Regions from separate parts of the Oryctolagus cuniculus genome. Here region 2 is linked to region 1. The links are chromatin contacts, called in public Micro-C maps. All regions are on one chromosome and are shown on one strand. The core of a region is the stretch at or near the end of the contact, and the rest is flanking DNA. Distances in the headings are between cores, read along the strand shown. Region 1 holds the start of LOC108175886. Region 2 overlaps MTUS1 (microtubule associated scaffold protein 1).

The links. A called contact is a pair of places that touch in the nucleus more often than the background predicts.
Region 2: a contact with region 1 is called in a Micro-C map of ear pinna, with 3 times the contacts expected there. The contact joins the enhancer-like site here to the promoter of LOC108175886 in region 1. A contact is called at or near these places in 3 of 6 Hi-C or Micro-C datasets (ear pinna, psoas muscle and skin fibroblasts).

The regions. Positions count from the first base shown.
Region 1 is chr2:72,429,832-72,434,108 of mOryCun1.1, reverse strand. LOC108175886 reads left to right here and starts at 2,387. Exons shown (of 3, transcript XM_070068469.1): 1 at 2,387-3,525. The coding sequence starts at 2,531. The coding sequence ends at 3,478. MTUS1 (microtubule associated scaffold protein 1) reads right to left here and starts at 3,525. Exons shown (of 15, transcript XM_070068467.1): 1 at 3,395-3,525.
Region 2 is chr2:72,491,520-72,495,796 of mOryCun1.1, reverse strand. The region is part of intron 3 of MTUS1 (microtubule associated scaffold protein 1); the gene reads right to left. Among named protein-coding and RNA genes, the nearest start is that of MTUS1, 63 kb to the right of the region's middle. Within about 2 kb of position 2,021, at least 2 of the 8 cell types and tissues checked have an H3K27ac peak or open chromatin away from gene starts, as enhancers often do. A contact at or near this core is called in ear pinna, where this site is marked.

The DNA.
Region 1 (4,277 bases), core at 1,138-3,637:
GGAAAAAAATTCTTTGAGAAAGTCAACAAATTTAGCAACATTAAAATATAGTACTTCTGGAAGTCATAATATGTTTGGGGTCTACGCTGTGATGTAGTAGGTTAACCCTCCAATTGCGGCACCAGCATCCCATATGGGCACCGGTTTGAGTCCTAGCTGTTCCACTTCCAATCTAGCTCTCTGTTAATGTACCTGGGAATGCAGTGGAAGATGACCCAAGTGTGTGGGCCTCTGCATCCATGTGGGAGACCCTCAAGAAGCTCCTAGCTCCTGGCTTCAGATGGGCCCAGCTCCAGCTGTTACAGCCACTTAGGGAGTGAACCAGCAGATGGAAGCCCTGAATCTGTAACTCTGACTCTCAAATCTTTTAAAAAAATTTTTATAAGGCAAAGATGGGGGTAATATTTGAAATATGAATGGTTAAAGTTCACTTTTGATCCATAACGGGCTCTTATGAATTAAGGAAAAACAGCTAATAACCCAGGAGAAAAAAAATCTAGCACAACATACAATTAAAAGGGAATAGAAAGCCAGCACCGCAGCTCAATAGGCTAATCCTCTGCCTTGCGGCGCCAGCACACAGGGTTCTAGTCCTGGTCGGGGCGCCGGATTCTGTCCCGGTTGCCCCTCTTCCAGGCAAGCTCTCTGCTATGGCCCGGGAGTGCAGTGGAGGATGGCCCAAGTGCTTGGGCCCTGCACCTGCATGGGAGACCAGGAGAAGCACCTGGCACCTGCCTTCAGATCAGCGCGGTGCGCCAGCGGCCATTGGAGGGTGAACCAACGGCAAAGGAAGACCTTTCTATCTCCCTGTCTACTCTGCCTGTAAAAAATAAAATAAGGCATAGAAATTACAAATAACTAATTTTTTTGGTGTTCATCCTTGTAATCAAAGAATTGGAATTTAAATACTGAAGTAATTCTGCTCTGCTACAAAACTAGCAAGAATTTTTTTATTTTAAGGATGATTATGTTGACAAGAATATAGGAACACAAACACTCTAATAGAGTACCAGTGGGAGAATATGTTGACTAAACGTCTTTTGGAAAGCAAATGGTCCGTGTGTAAAGTGTCCCTCTGAGAATTAACTGTATTTCAAGGACTCCATCCTATGGAAATAAACATGGCGAAATGCTAAAGAGGTTATTTGTTGCAACTGCATATTTAGTAACTGGAAACAAATGGAAAGTTCAGCCATAAGCAAGTAGTTAAATAAACTGATACATTTACCTATTATATAGCTACCAAAGCAAAATTTGGAACACCTAATGACATGGAAAATTTTTCATGATGTGTTAAAAAGTTTAAGCATGCAGCAGTATACCGGTATAAATAACGTACTTGTAAATCTACATATGGTACATATTAACAAGTATAAAGAAAACATTAACTGTAATTATCTTTGGTGAGATTGTCTCTTACCCTTTCCAAATCTACCAATTTGTATACAGCAAGCATGCACTACTTTTGAAATCTCAGACAGGGTTGACAGAACAGAGCCATTAAGTGATATCTTTCCAAATGCTTGAGTGTAAAAACCGCAGTGCAGTTTCCACGAAGTACCATATGGAGTTTACCTAGAACCTGACAGTCCTAACAAACACTCCAAAATGCAACCTTGAGTTATTGATACATAATTTAAAAGTGCAGATCTTCTACCAGGTAGTAGTTCCTCCACATAAACTTGTTTGAAATAGAATAGGTGGGAAAGGTTTGTGCAAGTTCCATAAATAACTATACATTACGTGAAACTAAATTCCACTCCTAATGAGTTTTTAAGGAGTAACAAGATGATTCTAATGTTTACTTTAACATTCCTTAGGGAATATCTTTAAGAAAACGACTATTAATGCCCTTTCTGCATTGTACAAATAGAGTATCATTGTTTCCATTTAAATTGCTCACCACCACCTGCCCTAAACATTCCTGGGGGGAAAAAAAAAAGTTTGCCTACAAAACTGCAGTTCTGATTACGCAACTCCTCTTCGGGTTATCCATGCTGACTCTGATCTGGGTGTGTTTAGGCTCCTTAAAGAGGTCACAGATTCCTGAGAGCGGTGCCTTTCGTTCCCTCCCTCTTCCCTGGAATCCATTCCCAGCCCCAGCGCGGCGATTTGGGAAGCTGATGACCGGATTCCAATCACCTGGCACAGCCGGACAACTCTCGCCCTCCCCCTGCCTCGCCTCAGACTTTGTTTTAACGCAAACAAAACAGACACACCGGGTTTCCTTTCCTACAACACTGACTAGTTAAAGCAAACAGCACGTAGAAGAGTGCAGGCTTTGAGTGATTTATCTTCACCCCTACTTGCAAAGTCAGGATCTTTCTGGGGACTTAGCAGGCCAGGGTAGGCTTTGAGGAGAGGAGGGCGGACACTTGGGTCTGCTCATCACATTAGCCAACGCCGTGGCCTCTGTGAGGGGGCATGCTGCCGGAGAGCTGGAAAAGGGCCAGCGAGCGGCAGGAAGGCGCGCAGGGCAGGAGGCCGCTGGGAACCGCGGACGCCCCATCTCTCGCCCTTCTCGGCCCTGATGGCTCCGACTGAGCCCGGCACCGGTGAAGCGCCCAGCGGGAAGGCTCAGAGCACCGGTCAAGCGCCCAGTGGGCGGCTTCCGGCCGAGGACGCAAGCTTGCCTGTCTACGAATGGGAGCGCACGGGGGAACCCCTCGGTCACTTTCAAGGTGACAGCCGCCGATCTGCAGCCGTCCCTTCCGCAGGAGCGGCACTGACCCCACGTGAGACCTGCCTTGCTCCGCCGCCTCCCGGACTCTGCACCCTCTCCCCACACTCGGGGCGCAGGCCCCCCGGGGTACCCGCCCCCTCCCCGAAGGTTCGTCCCGTGACCGCGCGCCAGTCGTGGCCACCACGTCCCCACCGGGTAGCGGGACCTGCTCTGTTCCGCACTTACCCGCAGCGCCTCCAAGCCAGCCCGGAGCTCTCCTCGCACTGGGACGCAGAGGCGGGGCGGCGAGCCGCTCCGGGGCCGCGCGCTTCGGGCCTTAGGCGGGGGCCGCTCCCGGCCCACCCCAGGAGGCCGGCTGGGCGGCGTCTGCACCTGCGGCCGCGCAGCTCGTCGGGCACCCCACCCGCAGCCTTGGCGGCGGCAGCCGGCGGGAACCTAGGGTCCAGGAGCACCAGCCTCCCCGCCTCCCTGGCTGCCAGGGGGTGGAGCAAGGGCGGGGAGTTGAGGAAACTTGTAAATAGAAAAGCTGAGCGGCCCCTTTGGAGCGGTCCCCTCCCGCGACTCCCGGCGGGGGACCAAGGCCAGGGGGCGGCGTCCCACGGAGCTGGAGAGAAGCGCGCGGGGAGGCTCTCACCGTGCTCCGCTCCCGCCTTCCTAGCGCTCCCGGGTTCCAATCCCGAAGCCCCGCGCGCTCCCGGGCTAAGTACGTACCCGCCCCACCCCCGGGCGTCCGGCCCGGGCCGCGCTGCACCTGTTGCCGCCGGTGTTGTAGCTTCAGCCCGCGCACCTGGCTGAACCCCGCGTCCGCAGATCTCAGCGCTGGAGCCCCAAGCCAAGCCAGGGTACGATGGGGTTCAGCTTCCTGCTTCCCTCTCGCCACCTGGCTTCTCCCTCGAGTGGTGGGGCCGGGCAGCAGGGGCGGGGGAAGGTGAGAATTAATGAGAGCGCAGGCTGGTAAGAAACCAGCAGTGACTGTCGCTTAGAGCGTTCGATGGTACTCTTTTCTCTCCTTGCTGCAGAGAAGTTTACTTGCAAACATGTTTTAAAGGCTAAAGAAATGAGCGCTGTGGCGCAGCGGGTTAAAGCCCCAGTCTGCAGCGCCAGCATCCCATATGGGCTCCAGTTCAAGTCCCGGCTGCTCCACTTCTGAGCTAGCTCTCTACTGGGAAAGCAGTAGAAGATAGCCCAAGTGCTTGGGCCCCTGCACCCGCGTGGGGGACCCGGAAGAAGCTCCTGGTTCGGGCCATTGAGGCCATTTGGGGAGTGAACCAGCAGATCAAGATCTCTTTCTCACTCTGCCTCTACCTCTTTGTAACTCTGCCTTTCAAATAACTAAAATAAATCTTTAAAAAAAAAAATGAGCACTACAGCTTTTGGATCTCTGGATACAAAGTGGAGAGAAACTAAGCCCGACCCACTTTTCTCTAAATACAAACTAAATCTTGGCTCTTTGCTGAACTAAGCACGCTTCTTCCACAGTCCTCCCTGACACCCCTAAAATACTTTCTTCTCTTTTCCAAAGATGATCTCCCACCTAGGAAAAATGTGCTATTACTGAACCATTGACTGTCAGACAACTTGAGTCCAAAATGTT
Region 2 (4,277 bases), core at 772-3,271, 62 kb before region 1:
TGTCCCTATCTCTCTCATGTGGAGAGTTCCCTGCTTCTGGCTTTGGCCTGGCCCAGGCCCAGCCCCAGTTGTAGTGGGCATTTGGGACATGAATCAGCAGATGGGAGATATTTTTCTGTCTCTTTGTCTTTCAAAAAAAAATCAACAAATGAATTAGTTACATACTGTTAGTTAGAAACCTGCTCATTAAATGTACATAAACATGCATAACACATAATACAAAAAGAAAAGACAGTGAACAGTTATGAATTATAAAGTTAAAAACTATTCAGTGGGGCCGGCGTCCCAGCTCACTAGGCTAATCCTCCGCCTTGTGGTGCCAGCACACTGGGTTCTAGTCCCGGTCGGGGCGCCGGATTCTGTCCCGGTTGCCCCTCTTCCAGGCCAGCTCTCTGCTGTGGCCCGGGAGTGCAGTGGAGGATGGCCCAAGTGTTTGGGCCCTGCACCCCATGGGAGACCAGGAGAAGTACCTGGTTCCTGCCATCAGATCAGCGTGGTGCGCCGGCCACAGCGTGCCGGCCGTGGCGGCCATTGGAGGGTGAACCAATGGCAAAGGAAGACCTTTCTCTCTGTCTCTCTCTCACTTTCCACTCTGCCTGTCAAAAAAAAAAAAAAAAAAAAAAAAAAAAAAAAAAAAAAAAACCAGAAAACAAAAAAACTATTCAGTGATAGTGAGATAAAAGGTAGTCTTTTTTTTTTTTGCTTCTCACTTCTCAATTATAATGCAAAAAATATACATTTAAGTAGCCTACTGGAAAGGGGGCAGTGGAAGCTTAATAAACTGTTCAAATTGATTAAATTCTAGATACAAGAAGCATAGAATACAGTTTTCCTTGCTTGGGACAGTGGCCCCACATTCCTTCCCTGACTCTGATAGACCTTGCCTCTGTCTCTCTTGATCGTGTCTCCTGATGACTGCCACCACACTGAATTGTTGGGTCCTGGTTGCCCACTCACCCTCCTCTGTACTGCCACCCACCTGTACTGACTTTGTCCTTGGTCTCTACATTCTATACTCTGAACCCTAGCTATCCCTCTATTTCTATTTCCCAGTACAACAGTCAAGTCCTAAAAATTATTCAGTTCATGTGCAGCCTTATGCTGGGGTCTCAGTTTGAAAAAGTTAAACATTGGGGCCGGTGCTGTGGTGTAGTGGGCAAAGCTGTCAGCTGCAGTGCCGGCATCCCATATGGGTGCTGGTTCAAGTCCCGGCTGTTCCACTTCCAATCAAGCTCTCTGCTGTGGCCTGGGAAAGCAGGAGAAGATGGCCCAAGTCCTTGGGCCCCTGCACCCATGTGGGAGACCTAGAAGACGCTCTGGCCATTGCAGCCATCTGGGGAGTGAACCAATGGATGGAAGACCCCTCTTTCTCTCTCTCTCTCTGCCTCTCTGTAACTCTGCCTTTCAAATAATAAATAAATCTTTAAAAAGAAAAAATTAAACATCAGAAAATAACCAACATACTCTAAGATTGGTCTTTACCTATGGAAAGGCATACCTGTATTACATCATAAAATTACATATTGAAAAAGAAGAATTTACACAAATTTTGGTGTTTGTAACCTCATCCTCTTCTGAAATCCTACAGATTTTTAAGCTTTCTTTTTATTTGAACAGCAAAGTTATGGAGAGGCAGAAGCAGAGAGAAAGGTCTTCCATCCACTGGTTCACTCTCCAAATGGCTGCTGGGCCAAACCAAAGCCAGGAGCTTGATCCTGGTCTCCCACATGGTGCAGGGGCCTAAGCACTTGGACCATCTTCCACTGCTCTCCTAGGTGCATTAGCAGGGAGCTGGATCTGAAGTGGAGTATCTGGGACTCGAACCAGCACCCCTATGGGATGCCCATGCTGCAGGAGGCAGCTTACCCTGCTATGCCACAGCACAGCTCCCTAAATTTTTATTTTTAAATGTTATAAGGGGAAATGTGTTAAGAGAAGAACTCATTGTCTCCCAGTTGGCTGTTAATATCCCGAGGGCAAGAACCACAACTTACTCATCCTACCATTCCTCAGTATCTGGCTTATGACCTACATAGCATACTCTCACAAACTAGCTGTTAAGTGAACGAGTTATCCTCCAGAACACAGAATTTCAGTAACACTTTACATTCCTACATTGCAAAATGCAGTTTCAGTATTTCACATTCTTGAGTTGCCCCAAGCCGTATTATGCTAGTAGAGTATAAGCAGCTGTACTGTGTATAACCACCATCACCTGACTAAATTCAAGGGCAAGCTCACCTAGAAGCACAGGTGAGTCACAACAAAAACACAGCAAGTCTTACGAGAGCAGTAATTTGGGAGAGAAACAAGAACATCCCACAAGGTGAGGTTCTCACGATGACTCCAACTGCACAGAAGTGTAGTGTTCATGGGATACTGTCAGTACCTGCCTCTGCAAGTATATTCACAAAATGCTTCAGGTAGGGATTAAACAAAGTAACTTCCTCAGTCCAGGCCTGGGAACATGCGCCCCACAACTGAGGAAACATCTAAAACCCAGAGTGTGGAGGTGGGCATTCGTCTCTCATTGAGGAGACGCGCTCTCCACAGAGGGGTTCCTGGGTTCAATTCCTGGCTCTGGCTCCTGACTCCAGTTCTTGTTAATGCAGACCCTGGGAGGTAGCCATGATGGCTCAAGTAGTTGCGTCCCTACCACCCACCTGGGAGACCTGGATTAAGTTCCTGGCTCCCAGCTTCAGCTCCATGGTTGTTGCAGGTATTTGGGGAATGAACCAGCAAATGAGAGCTCTCTGTCTCTTTCTGCCTCTCAAATAAATGAAAATAAAATTCAGAGTGTAATAAATGAAAGGTTTAGAACTTTGGTTTCCTTTTCTCAGCTATCATACAAAGAAGATGAACTAGAGTCTTCATTTGTCCATCAGTGAATTTATTCGCCACCAGCCACTCCTGCTGAGAATCGCTAATGAGAAGAGAGGAAAGCACAGTTTCCTGCCTCTTTAGAAGCCAAGATTCATGAGCAGAGTTCCTCTGAGCAGTGGAATCACTGAGACCTCAAAATTGAACTTTATCTCAAGTGTGTTTCCCTTTCCAAGGTGATGAAATGAACAAGTAAACAACATTCTCACTTGGAACAAATCATTCAAACTCATAAAATTGAGCTGGAATAAGAAAGAGGAAGCCATCGAGCCCATCATTCACAGCTGCTATTCTGAATTTCACTCTCCAATCGCCCTACTTAACTCCAAGGGTATCCACATCTACCCACACCAGGGTTCCTGGGTTTGCCTGCAGGTTGGAGACATTTCAATTCTGCCATCGTGTGGTTGTCACAATTAGCCCTGCTGCTCACATCTCTCCTGGCTCTTTGCCCAGGGGCTTCCTTAGCCTTGACACACTTTCCTGCCTTCCACCTCCAACGCATGACATCCCTCTGAGGTGCATCCTAGTCTTGAGTCTCTTCAGATTCAACCCATCCTTCTCAGCCTTTTGGCTAAGATCAAGTGCGAAACCATCCTTCTGCCCAAAATCTTTTTTTTTAAAGATTTATTTTTTTATTTGAAAGGCAGAGTTACAGAGTGCAGAGGCAAAGAGAGCTAGAGGTCTTCCATCCACTGGTTCACTCCCCAAATGGCTCCAATGGCTACAGCTGTGCTGATCTGAAGCCAGGAACTTCTTCCCAGTCTCCCACGCACGATCAGGGGCCCAACTACTTGGGCCATCTTCTACTACTTTCCTGGCAATAGCAGAGAGCTGGATGGGATGCGGAGTAGCCAGGACTCAAACTGGTGCCCATATGGGATGCCAGCACTGCAGGCAGCAGCTTTACCTGTTACACCACAGTGCCAGACCCTGAAATCTCTTCTGGTGAGTCTGTTCCATATTTCACTTTGTGGCCTCGCCATCTACACAGTTAAACAAACAAGATGACCACGGAGATCCATGGGACAGTTCACCACCAGAGATGATCAGATCATCTTTTCCCAAAATATTTAAAATACGTGCTTTACTTTCTATCCACAAAGCATTGCAGGGCCCTGCAAGTCTGCATCTAGACCTAGAACTTATCTGTTCCTGCCCTCCTGGGGGCAGAGGCTCATTACTCACTGAACACAAGTCCTGACTCCACCACACAGCATTTTTTCCGAACTCTCCATCTGCACCTTCGGGAATACCAGCAATCTGCTCTGCAGGAAACCTCCTGAGGGCACATTCCAAGACCAGTTCAAATGCCAACACCCTTTTCCATTCTTCCCTGAGGCCGAGTTAGTGCTGTTCCCTATCCTGTGGATGCACAGTGCTCTGTACCAGTCTCC